Linked DNA regions of Oryctolagus cuniculus: region 2 is linked to region 1. The links are chromatin contacts, called in public Hi-C maps. All regions are on one chromosome and are shown on one strand. Each heading gives the region's core, a stretch centred on a gene start, on an enhancer-like site or on the middle of the called end of the contact. The rest is flanking DNA. Distances are from core to core; before and after follow the strand shown.

What was found. A called contact is a pair of places that touch in the nucleus more often than the background predicts.
Region 2: a contact with region 1 is called in a Hi-C map of embryonic fibroblasts, with 4 times the contacts expected there. The contact joins the enhancer-like site here to the promoter of LOC100346101 in region 1. A contact is called at or near these places in 5 of 6 Hi-C or Micro-C datasets (ear pinna, embryonic fibroblasts, psoas muscle and 2 more).

What each region holds. Positions count from the first base shown.
Region 1 is chr18:50,682,649-50,688,584 of mOryCun1.1, reverse strand. It overlaps LOC100346101 (tubulin polymerization-promoting protein family member 3), which reads left to right and starts at 2,439. Exons shown (of 13, transcript XM_051847194.2): 1 at 2,439-2,737.
Region 2 is chr18:50,726,996-50,732,931 of mOryCun1.1, reverse strand. The region is part of intron 1 of ATP6V0D1 (ATPase H+ transporting V0 subunit d1); the gene reads left to right. Among named protein-coding and RNA genes, the nearest start is that of ATP6V0D1, 19 kb to the left of the region's middle. Within about 2 kb of position 2,546, at least 1 of the 8 cell types and tissues checked has an H3K27ac peak or open chromatin away from gene starts, as enhancers often do.

The sequences.
Region 1 (5,936 bases), core at 1,190-3,689:
TGGACTGTTGGGAGGGGGGTACGAGGATACAGGAGAAGGAGAGAGAGGTCAGGAGGTCAGAGGACAAGCCAAGTGGCCGGGCTGGCTCATCCAGAGCTGGAGAAAGCACCATGGTCCTGCTGAGTGGATCCAGAGAGCAAGAGCTGGGGCGGACTACCTCCTATCCAGGTTAATTTGAGAACTAAATGTAATTCCATTAGTTAATAAGCATTATTTCCTGATAGTAAGACCAGGAAAGTCTAGAGTAGCTGTCCCAATAACTGCTCCCTTTTGGATAATCTCTGTGCACTTAAAGAAAGATCTAAGTATTTGAAAGGCAAAGAGAGAGAAGAGGAGAGAAGAGGAGAGGAGAGGAGAGGAGAGGAGAGGAGAGGAGAGGAGAGGAGAGGAGAGGAAAGAGACAGATCTTCTACCTGAAGGTTCACTCTGCAAATGGTCACAACAGCATGAACTCAGCCAGGTTGAAGCTAGGAGCCAGGAATTCCCTCAGGGTTTCCCACACCAGTGGCAGAAGCCCAAGCTTCTGGCATCATCTGCTGCTTTCCCAAGCACATCAGCAAGAAACTGGATCGGAAGTGGAGCAGCTGGGACTTGAAACAACACTCACATATGGAATGCTGGTGTCACAAGTGGAATTTAACCAGCTGTGCCACAACACCGGCACCCTCTCTCTCTGGTTAGTTGCACTGGCACGTTTTCAGGCCTCATCATAGCCCTAGGCAGTAACTACTGGTACCCCCATTTCACTTATGAACAAATTGAGATTCCAGGAAGTTTAAGAAATTCGTCCAAGGTCACTAGTGGTGACTGGTCCTGAGACAGATGACAAGCCCCAGGAAGACCAGGTGCACACTGGCTCTGATTAAGGATGGATGCATGGCTGGCACAGGCCAAGGGCAGGACGAGCCGGCTTTGCCAGCAGGCTGGCCTGAAAGCCTCCTCTGGCAGGTCCAAGGACACACAGAAGCCAGCTTGGAATGCTCTCAAACGTGAGTGTGCAAACCCTTTTCTCTGCGGCCCGGGCTCCTCTACGCAGAGTAGACCTTTCTTTTGGGCCAGGGGCAATACCTCTGGGCAGGGACAAGTCCTGCCTCCAGGGCTGTCTCTGTTCCAGAAAACCTGGGCGTTGTGCGCGGGCAGAGAAGCTGGAAGAACAGTCCAAGTAGAGGGAACCCGGTAGGGAAAGGCCTGAGAATGACGGCAAATGCTGCTCGTTCCAGGACAGGCCCCTGAAGGGCAGATGGATCCCAGATCTAGAAGGCCGGCGGTGGAACTCGAGATCTGGGTCATCTTTGACCCCAAATTCTTCAATTCCAGATAAGAACTGAGGAGTCACTTTGGTATTTCTAAAGCCAGAGTAGCCTTGATACTTATTCCACACGGAGTCTATCTTGTTCCAAAAACAAGACTCTAAATTATCGAGAGGTTAACTGCATAAGGACTCAGGCTGACATGTTGACGGGGAAGGAGCAGCTCCGTGCGGCTTTTATTGTCCGCCTCTGCCTTGAACACTGGAGAGACAGGGATATTTCCCGTCTGTCTCTCCCCTTTCTCAGCACCCAGCCAGCCAGCTGCTCCCCACTTTCAGGCCTTGGAGATACTGATAGGAGAACTGGCAGAAGACAAAAAGGCTCTTCCTGTTTGTCCAGAAATCCCGAACTGTGGGAGAATCCATTCTGAGTGCCCTCAAGGAGAAAGGGAGGGAGAAGCCAGGTGGGTGGGCAAGGGGGTCCCTCAGGCAGGGAAAGGGAAGAGGGAGGGGTGGGGGCTCAGCAGGCAGCGTCTCACAGCCCGGAGCCCCGGAGAGGACCCGAGGCCAGAGGGCTCTTGGCTGGAGGGGACCATGAGTCCTTTGGTGCAACCTTCGGAGAAGGGTCCCACTGGAGACCAGGATTGAGTTTCCCCTGAGGGTGGAAGGTGGGGGGCTCCCAGTAGGATTTTGCTTGGTTTAAAGGCAATGCAGAAATGACGCATTTTGTGCTACATGGTTTCATGCTCTCACATGTCGTCACACTTCATACTGTGGGGTTACCCACATTTTTAGTTGTGTGATATGTCTAGATCTGTCTCCCCCTTAACCTATAATCTCCTTGAAGAGTAGGGGTCTCACCGGTGTTTCTTCACAGAACGTCCAGGGTCCAGCACAGACTCTTAGTAAAACGTGCCATTTAACTGGGGCAGGTGGTTTTGGGGGGGGGTCGTCTAAGAGTGGTGATCTCAGGAGAACTTGACGGGAGAGCGCATTTGGGACAAGTTAGGACTTCAAGAAGACAAGCTTTGGGTGGGGGATGGGAGAAAATCGGTTTTCTAAGAGTAAAATAAGAAAAAAGTGGGGATTGGGTAGGCTGGAGCGTCGGAGGTGGGGGTCTTCAGCAAGCCCCGCCCTGAGCCGGGGTACCAGCGCGAAGTGACGCAGCGCGGTTTGGCCACTGTGGGGCGCCGTAGCCCGCGCCGTTGCCAGGGGAACGGGCCCGCGCCTGATGAGGCCCATCCCGCCTTGGCCTGGACCGGCCTTAGAACCAGCCCGGACGAGCTGGAGCCCCAAGATTCGCAGGCCCAACTTCTGACCGGAATGGGGCCCCGCTCCGGGGCGCTCTGCTTGCTGGTCCCGGGGACAGTCTCCGCCGCTACAGTCTGACGCGCTGCCGCTCTGGGGAGAGTGGACGGCTAGGCGCGGGGGCCGAACTCTGGCTGACCTTGGCAAGGCCGGTCTGGCACGGCCGGCCGTGACGCGCAGGTGAGGAGCCCCCGCCACATTTGTCTTCTCGGAACCTGGCCTGAGCCACGGGGTCTCGCGGCTGCTGCCGCCTAGCCGAGCTTTGGGCTTGCTTTGGGCCTGGAGCCCTCAGCCTGGGCTCCGGGGGACTGCGCAGAACGCAAGGTTTCCTTCTAGCGGCCACCAGATCCGCGCTGAGCGCCTGCGGTGTGCCAGGCTCTGGGACAGGTGCGGGGCGGCCGAGGACTCTGCACAGAGGCGGCGCGACGGCGGGGGCCGGGGAGCAGGCGCCGGACGCTGGACTGAAGTGACGTCAGGCGGGGGGCTGAGTGCCCTGGGGAGGAGACGGAGAGGGGCCGTCGGGGACGGTCTGCCCTAAAAGGTGTTGCAGGCTGGGCGGGAGCCAGCAGTGTGAGCCGGGGAAGGGCGTGTTTGGAAAAGGGACAAGCAAGTGTAGCGAGGTCTGGAGGCAGCGGAGCAGTCCCGTGCGAGGGGCGCCCTGCAGGCCAGGGTGAGGGTTCAGCTTTAGCCCAGCAGCGGGAGGAAGTCGCAGAGGAATTCTGAAGAGTGTTCAGAGTGGAGACGCCTCCCTGGCTGCCGTGGGCAGCGTGGTTGTGACAGGCTCCCGGGGAGACATCGGCGGGCTGTCCTAGTCCTGCCAGCCTGGCTGTGCCTCCTACACTGCCTCTCTGAGCTCTCTCTCTCAGGGTCTCCATCTGTGGCAAGGGGACCTTGTTCTGTGTGTTGTTTACGGGGGGCCGTCCCCTCCGAGGCCAATGACTGAGGTCTCAGAGTTTGAAATGATCGGAGTCATCCCAGAGTGCATTCCCGGGAAGCACTGGGAGCGAGCAGCCTGCCGTCCTCTTGGGAACGCGGAGGCCCGGGTCAGGGTGACAGCAGCAGTGGGAAAAGGAGCTGAATTCAGGCAGGGGTGAGGGGTGGTCCCTGCTTTTGTGGAGCTGATGGTTCTCTGTGGGAGCCGGGTTGGGTTTGTAAACAGACAATCGAGGCAATAACAGAGGCAGCTTAATTAACCTGTTTGTTTTCTGGTCTTTCATTTTGTTTTTGTTTCTCTTACTTTGTTCTGTCACAACTTTGTTCTTGACGACCGTTTCTCGGTGGGTGTTCCCCAGGGCTGGCTCCTGCATCCTAGGAGTTGATTTCCTGGCTAACGTCAGCAGCGCTTGCCGCCCTCCGTGCCCTCCATCGGCTTTGTTTCTGCTCCTTCCTGTCCCTCTCCCTTGGCTTCCCAGACTGCTTGCAGTTGGAGAATGGCACAGAAAGTGTTTGCAGACCTGGTCAGCTCAGGAATGATGGGCGTTGCAAGCCTGCTGTCTTGCCGTGGCGACAGACTTCTGCGAATTGTTGATGAGTGAGGAAGTGAGGGCCTAGCCACAACTGAGCCTGGTGCCCGGAGGGGCCTTTGAGACAGGCTTGAAGTTCCGATTTATTTTCTGGGGCTCTTGTGATATGCGTCTCTTAGCTGAACTAGAGCCACTTCATGGAAGTTTGAGACCAGAAGCTTCTCTGGCCCCTCTAGAGGAATTTTTATAACCAAACACTGTCCCTAAAAGTCTTTTATGAATGACTTTTTTGCACTGTAAAACAATGTGTACCATGAGGTATTTTCTTTCCAGCACCACTGTAAGTGGTTAAAATAGGGCATTTGTTAATTCTCCGTGAAAATTATTTCAAAAGCAGACCCTGGGAAAAAACCCGGGAGCTCCTTTAGAAATATCTGTAGAAAGTCTCTCACACAGAGACCGTAATTTCTCAGGCAAAAGAAAAGCTGCGTGGGAGCAGAATTTCCGCTGGCGCCCACCTCCCCTGCAGGGGCTGGGGGTCACGGGGAGCTGAGCCGGCTCTTGGCCTAGAACAAGGCGCTGCCCGGCATCCGCTGTGGGAGGTCCGCTTGTCCGATTCCCGCGTTGATGAGAACGCTGACGTCTCATAGGAAGTTCTGTGATTCTCCCTCACGGCGCCACAGCTGAGCGACTCAGAATTGTTTTCAAGATTGAGAGAGCGTGTAGCTGACACGGTGCCTGCTTGTTCCAGGGTTGTTGGGCAGGGGCCCCTTGTCGGACTGGCCGGGTACAGGGCCCTGCCTCGCGCGAGGGCGTTTGGTCCACACACAGCCCAGTGGGGCCAGGAGGCTGAGAGGTGACATCGCTCAGTTGCTGTTTGACATGCCTTTTTTTTCCTTCCCTTTTCTTTTCTTTTCCAAAATCAGTACATACTCATGATTAAAAAAAAAATTGAGCAATTCCAAAGCCTCACCCTCAGCCATGCGCTCTCCCAGGCTGCCCTTGTGTTCTGCTCCTTGAGAGAGCCAGTGCGGGCAGGAGCAGCCATGTCTCCGTCGCCCGTGTTTGTATTCGTCGGTAGCTCACTCTACAGCTGTTCTACGTCAACTCTGTACTAAGCATCATTTCTTGCTTTTGATGTTGTATGGTATTCCATTGTGTGGCTGTGCCGTGGTTTGTTTATGTTATATCCTGAATCGTTACAAACAACATTGCAGTGAGTCCTTGTGTATTTTGTGAGTCTACATATGAGATAAATACATATCAGGTAAATACACATGAGAGACTGTCTGGGCCAAAGGGTGTGTGCGTCTAGTGTGAGACACATTGCCCATTTGCCTTCCAGCCAGCTTTTTTGAAAGATGAATGAAGAAGGGACCCAAAGGTGTGAATTTGCGAGATTTGTCCCCGATTCCAGCAGTGTAGGAGCCAGAAACAGGCTGCCTTCCCTGGCTCCAGCCTGCCTCTCCTCATGGGTCAGTTCCCAGGCCTGACCCCTTGCCTCTGATGGTAGCACCCTGCCCTTCCAGTTCTCTGGCTCCCCAACAACTCTGTTGTAGTTGAGCGGATTCTGAAGTCTTCAGATACCTTGCAAGGATCCAGGGCTGCCCACGGGTTCTCCAGGACTGGGACTTGGTGCCTCATTGTGGTTCCTCTGACAACTCTGTGAATCTCAGGACAACATTCCTAAAATAATAATAATAATTATTATTATTATTTTGGTGGGAGCAGAGGTGGGCAGGAGGGAAGTGGCCATTCATGTACTCAGTTTACAGTTCATAAAGAGAATTTGAAATGCTTTTTTATAAATATTTATTTATTTATTTGAAAGGCAGAGTTACAGAGAGGCAGAGCCAGAGAGAGAGAGGTCTTCCATTTGCTGCTTCACTCCCCAGTTGGCCACAATGGCTAGAGCT
Region 2 (5,936 bases), core at 1,297-3,796, 44 kb before region 1:
CCACTGTCTCCGATGACCCAGGTCTGTCTCCAACAGTTTTTCTCCTGGTCCCCTGTCAGGTCACCCACTCACTATTCCTGCTGTGGTCAAGATGCCTCTTTTCTCACTGCTTTTGTGCTTTGGGTTCAGCAGTTAGATGCTGTCTGGCCTGTTAGGAGAGGCTTCATCAAGAATGAACAGGTGCAGGGGCCAGCATTGTGGCACAGCTAGTTAAACCTCTGTGACACTGGCATCCCATAGCAGTGTTGGTTCAAGTCTCAGCTGCTTTGTTGTTTTTTTTTTTTTTTTTTTTTGAGATTTATTTATGTATTTGAAAGTCAGAGTTACAGAGAGAGAGAGGGAGAAAAAGAGATAGAGAGGTCTTCCATCCACTGGTTCACTTTCCACGTGGCCACAATGGCCAGGCTGGGCCAGGCTGAAGCCAGGAGCCATGAGCTTCTTCGAGGTCTCTCACATGGATGGCAGAGGCCCAAGTATTTCTGCTGCTTTTCCCAGGCCATTAGCAGGGAGCTGAATTGAAAGTGGAGCACCTGGGACATGAACTGGTGTTCATATGGGATGCCAGAGTCTCAGGCGGTGTCTTTACCTGTTGTGCCACAATGCCAGCCCCCAGCTGCTTTGCTTCTATTCCAGCTTCCTGCTAATGCTCCTGGAAAGGCAGCAGAGGATGTCCCAAGTACCTGGGTCCCTGCTGTTCATATGGGAGACCTGGAAGAAGCTCCTGGCTCTGACCTTGCCCAGAGCTGGCTGTTGTAGCCATTTGAGGAATGAAGTAGTGGATGGAAGATCTGACTGTCCCTTTCTCTCTGTCACTCTGCCTTTCAAATAAATAAATAAATCTTTTTTTTTTTTTTAATGACTTCTACACTGTGGTGTAGAAGGTTAAGCCTACACCTGCAGTTACAGCATCCTATAGGAGTGGGGGTTCAAGTCCTGCCTGCTCTACTTCTCATCCAGCTCCCTGCCAATGTGCCTGGGAAAGTAAAGGAAGATGGCCCAAGCCTCTGCACCCATGTGGGAAACATGTAGGCATCTTCTGGCTTCTGACTTCACCAAGCTCAGCCTCGGCCAATGCAATCATTTGGGGGAGTGAGCCAGCAGATGGAAGATATCTATCTCCTCTCTCTCTCCCTCCTCCTCCTTCCTTTCCTCCCTCCCTCCCTCTCTCTTTGTCTCTCTCTCTCTCTCTCTCCCCCCTCCTCTCTTTTTTCTACTCTCCCCTCCCCTCCTCCCTTTCTCTGTCTCTCTGTGTGTGCCTGCCTTTCTTTTTCTTTCTTTCTTTTTTTTTTTTTTTTTGACAGGCAGAGTGGACAGTGAGAGAGAGAGAGACAGAGAAAGGTCTTCCTTTGCTGTTGGTTCACCCTCCAATGGCCGCCGCGGCCGGCGCGCTGCAGCTGGCGCACCGCGCTGATCCGATGGCAGGAGCCAGGTGCTTCTCCTGGTCTCCCATGGGGTGCAGGGCCCAAGCACTTGGGCCATCCTCCACTGCACTCCCGGGCCACAGCAGAGAGCTGGCCTGGAAGAGGGGCAACCGGGACAGAATCCGGCGCCCCGACCGGGACTAGAACCCGGTGTGCCGGCGCCGCAAGGCGGAGGAATAGCCTAGTGAGCCGCGGCGCCGGCTGCCTTTCAAATAAATAAATGTTTTTTTTTTTTTTTTTTTAATGAATGGGTGCAAGGACATGATGTGGTAATGTATCTTGTAGATCACTTGTGCCTGCTCAGGGCCCCTCTGGGTGGACAGGACCTTTCTGAATTTATGTGGGGGACCAGGCATCAGGTAGGTCATAGCTCCTTTTCTGGCCAGCTGTGTGATGCTGAGCATGAGTCTGCCCACTCATGAAACAGAATTCAGTTATTTGAGGGTTGCTAAGATTCTACAGCACAGTCCTAGATAGAGCTCAATGGATATTTACATGATTGAATGACCACTCTTTTAGCACTGGAGGGGTTCTGGGATGTGGGGAATTTGGGAGGAAAAACTGAGAGTGCTGTCCTGGAGGGGTGCACCATGTCATACCCCTATTCCTGGGTTATTGTGTGCTTGATTTTATTAGGAATTGGAGACCTGGGAGGGTCTGGCTCAGAACAGGGGTGTAGAGGGCTGTGGATACCCAAGCTTCCCTCCACGTTCTTCAGTCTCACCCTTAAGAAGGCCCTGTGTGACTGATGCAGGACAGACCAGTTCCTCCTGACTAGGTGCAGGCTCACCTGGTCTCTGTTTTGCTTTCCCAGGCTCATGTGCCCTTTGGGCCTGTTGCTGTTCTTTATGGCACATTCCTGCATGGCTTTGCTGGTATCTGTGGCCCCACTTCCCTGTGGACTGATTGGGGGGGGAGGTGCAGCCGTCTGACAGTGATTACATTGGAGGGCAGTGTTGAGAGGGAACAGCAGCTGGAGCAACCTCTTCCCAGGTCATTGTTGACGAGGCCACCTCGCTTTGGCCACAAGGGGGCGCACCAGGATCACTTGCTGCCAGACAGCCTGGGGAAGGGAGTGTGGACCTGTGAGTCAGCCTAGCTGCTTTGCTTCTGTTCCTCTAAACTGCACTTGCCTATGGCTGCTGTCCCTTGGGACTCTGCTCTGAGCCCTGCTTCCCTCACTAAAGCCTCAGTTGGCCTTCTCAGATTAGGCATATTTCATGGCTCAGGGTCTCCTGACTCTCCATCCATCTCTTGCGCTCAGCTACCTGTGCTTCAGCTTTCTGGGACAGGAAGGGGAGGGCAAGGAGATATCCCCTGAAGCTTTCTCCCCTGGTGCCTGGTGCAGGCTGCTGTAGCCTTGATCACCAAGCTGTCCTCGCATGTTCCCCCTCACCCTCGAAGCTAGGTCACGTGGGCAGCTCTCCACTCTGGAGCCCCAGTTAAAGCCCAGTGTGCTAGCTGGGAGCCCAGGAGTCAGGGCCACAGTTCTCAGGCTCCAGCAGCATGCTCTTCCCCAGGTGGTCCCCACTCTTGTCCTCCCACATTGGTCCCTCCAGGAGAGGAAGAATTCATCCTTAGGACAGATTCCTCTCCTCTACATCCTCTGGTCCTCTGAGGAACACATAGGAGTGTGTATGGCATGCATAGGTGCGTGTGTGCAGAGTGGCTGAGAAAGGCACAAACCAGGTACCTGGACCGCGTATAGGTTCACACAATTGTGTTGGGAGTGGAGTTTTTAGAAGGCAATCAGGAATTCTCTTCTTCCACCCCGTACTACAATTCAGGGATCTTTCCATTGGCCTCTCTGGCCTCTGCCTCATCCAACACCTCAAGCTTGGCTGATTAAAAAAAAAAAAAAAATCTGTCTTGAACTGGCATGTTGGCCTTTTTCCTATTTTAGATATGGGAAAATCAAGGCCCTGAAGGGCTGCATTGTGGGCTAGGCTGCTGTTGCCTAGCCTGGCAGCCTGATGTCCTGTTCATGCCCCACACCCTGCAGCTCCTCCCCAGGACTGTGGAGGGTGCTCAAGGGACCAGGCCATTGTGAATGTGAATGGGGGTAGACCTGTGGCGGGGGAATAGAGTGTGGGGTAACAGACTGGACTGGGTGCTGGGCACTGCTTTCCTGGCTAACTCTGGCCTGGCCCTGAGTACTTGCACAAACCTTGTCCCTCCTTAGACACTTAAGTAATGAGTTTTAGGCCTTGACCTCAGCTGGGCTTTCTGTTTGGCTGGCAGATGGGGCTTCCTCTCTGAGGAGTCATCTGTGGTGTCCTTGGTGCTGCAACTGAGCCTTTGTCGTTTGCCTCTGCCTCTACTCTGATGGCTTCTCAGCGGCTCCCAGCCACAGGCCTCCCCTGCACCTACCCTTAGTCCTGTTCTGTGGGTGCCCAGGCCACTGGTCTTACCCCAAGTCCCTGTGTGGCCCTCAAGGGCTCGGGTTGCTGGGGGTCAGTGCGACCTAGGCCTGACCAGACTAGCACAGCGGCAGAGCTTTCCGGCTTCTGGAGGAACCTTAAAGAAGCTCTCTTCTTTTATCTATGCTATTGGGTCCCAGGTGAGACCCAAGGGCTTCCTTATGGCCTCCTGACCTCTGCTTGGTTCTTCCTGTTTTGTTTTTTTTTTTCTTCCTCATTCTTTAATTTGTTCACTTAAGGCTGCCTGGACTCTGCCTCTGTCTACCCAGCCTCTGTCTCAGGAAGGGGTAGGCAGAGGAAAGAGGCCCTGCTGCTCCCTTGGCTTTGCCCAGAGTTCTGGTGTGGAGATTAAAGGGATCTAGCTTGAGTGTCAAAGGATTCAGGTGAACTCAATCCCTGATCCACTACCTGGGGTCCTGAGGGTCACCTGTTCCCCTCCAACCCCAGCCTTTTCTGTTTTAAACTGGATCCCGTGTGTCCAGGCCTGGGAAAACAGAGGTCCTCCAGTGTTATCCTTTAGGCCTAGTTGAGACTCCATGCCTCCCACCTCCCCAGTGGCTGCCATTGTTTGCACCTAGCTTCTGCTCTGAGGCTCCCAAGCAGGTGACCACATCCCTCCTAGGAGCCAGCCCAGGTCCCCAGTACTGATCACACTCAATCTGGTGTGTCCCACCAGGCCCGTGAGCACGGCATTGTAAGGAGGGAGGAAAGGTGAGGGGTTCTGTTCAGGACCAGCCTGGATGGTTACTACTCCTGCCATCCTCATGCCTGGTCTGAGCCTCCTGGTTCTGCCAAGGTGTGGGTATGTGATGGATCAGCTCTACTCTTGGTGCAGGCTACTTTGTTCCATTTCCTTGAGCTTTAGGGAATGGCTTCTTGCTGACGGCAGCATGACCTCACAGCTCCAAATAAAGCTAGATCCCGTGTGCCCATCCATGGGGCCTAGGTCAAAGCAAAAGGAGTATATATTTTTAAAGATTTATTTATTTACTTGAAAGGCAGAGTTATATAGAGATTTTCCATCCACTGGTTCACTCCCCAAGTGGCCGCAATGGCCAGAGCTGGGCCAATCCGAAGCCAGGAGCTTCTTCCAAGTTTCCCATGTGGGTACAGGAGCCCAAGTACTTGGGCCATCCTCTGCTGCTTTCCCAGGTACAATAGCAGGTAGCTGGGTCAGAAGTGGAGCAGCTGGGACCTGAACTGGCTCTCATATGAAATGCTGCCACTGCAGACAGGAGCTTAACCTGCTATGCCACAGCACTGGCCCTAAAAGGAGTACTTTCTACTTCCTTCCTTTGGACTGGTTCTAGGCACTGTGGAATTGGCAGGATGCTGCAGCCATGGTCTAGCCTGACCTGGCTTAGTCTCACTGAGAATGGCAGCCTCTGGGGGCTGCAGAACTGCCCTCAACCCCTGTTGGAGCCAGTGCCAGCTTTCCTTCATGTTCTTCTTCCATAGGTCTGTGCAGGTGGGACAGGAGCCCCACATCAAGGACTGGCATGATTACTCAGGTGTTATGAGCCAGCAGACCCTGGAGCTATAGACGTGGATATGGGCCAGTTTTTGGGCAAAGCTCACTGCCACAGCTGGCTTTCCCTGAGCTGCCTGGCACTTGGCCAGGCCAGACCACTTTACCACTTTCATTCGCACCCAGACAAACTCTCAGATCTTTGGGAAAATGAAAAGAAGTTCCTCCTCAAAGCCATAGATCTACTCCCCAGCCTGCAGGTTCTCTAACAGGGTGGCAAGCCTGGAAAAGAAAGCACCTGTTCAAGGTCAAAGTGCAGGTCAGCAGCAAGGGTGAAGCTGCAACCGGAGAACATAGGAAGCTGTCCTGCAAGCCCTGTGTCTCCTGGGACCTGCCAGTCCTGTGGAACCTTAGGGTCTGAGTGGGGATGGCCTGGTGAGGACTGTGCAGTTGGATCTCTGCTCAGCTAAAGGAGAGCTTCTTGGAACTTGCCCTGGGTGCAGCTGTAACCAGTTCTGCCCCTCCCTTTGGCACACTGGACGCTTGCCTGCCCGGCACCCTCTTGACTCTCAGATGAATTGACTTCCTCATGGGGTGTGAGTGATGCTTTCATTCACCCAGCCGCAG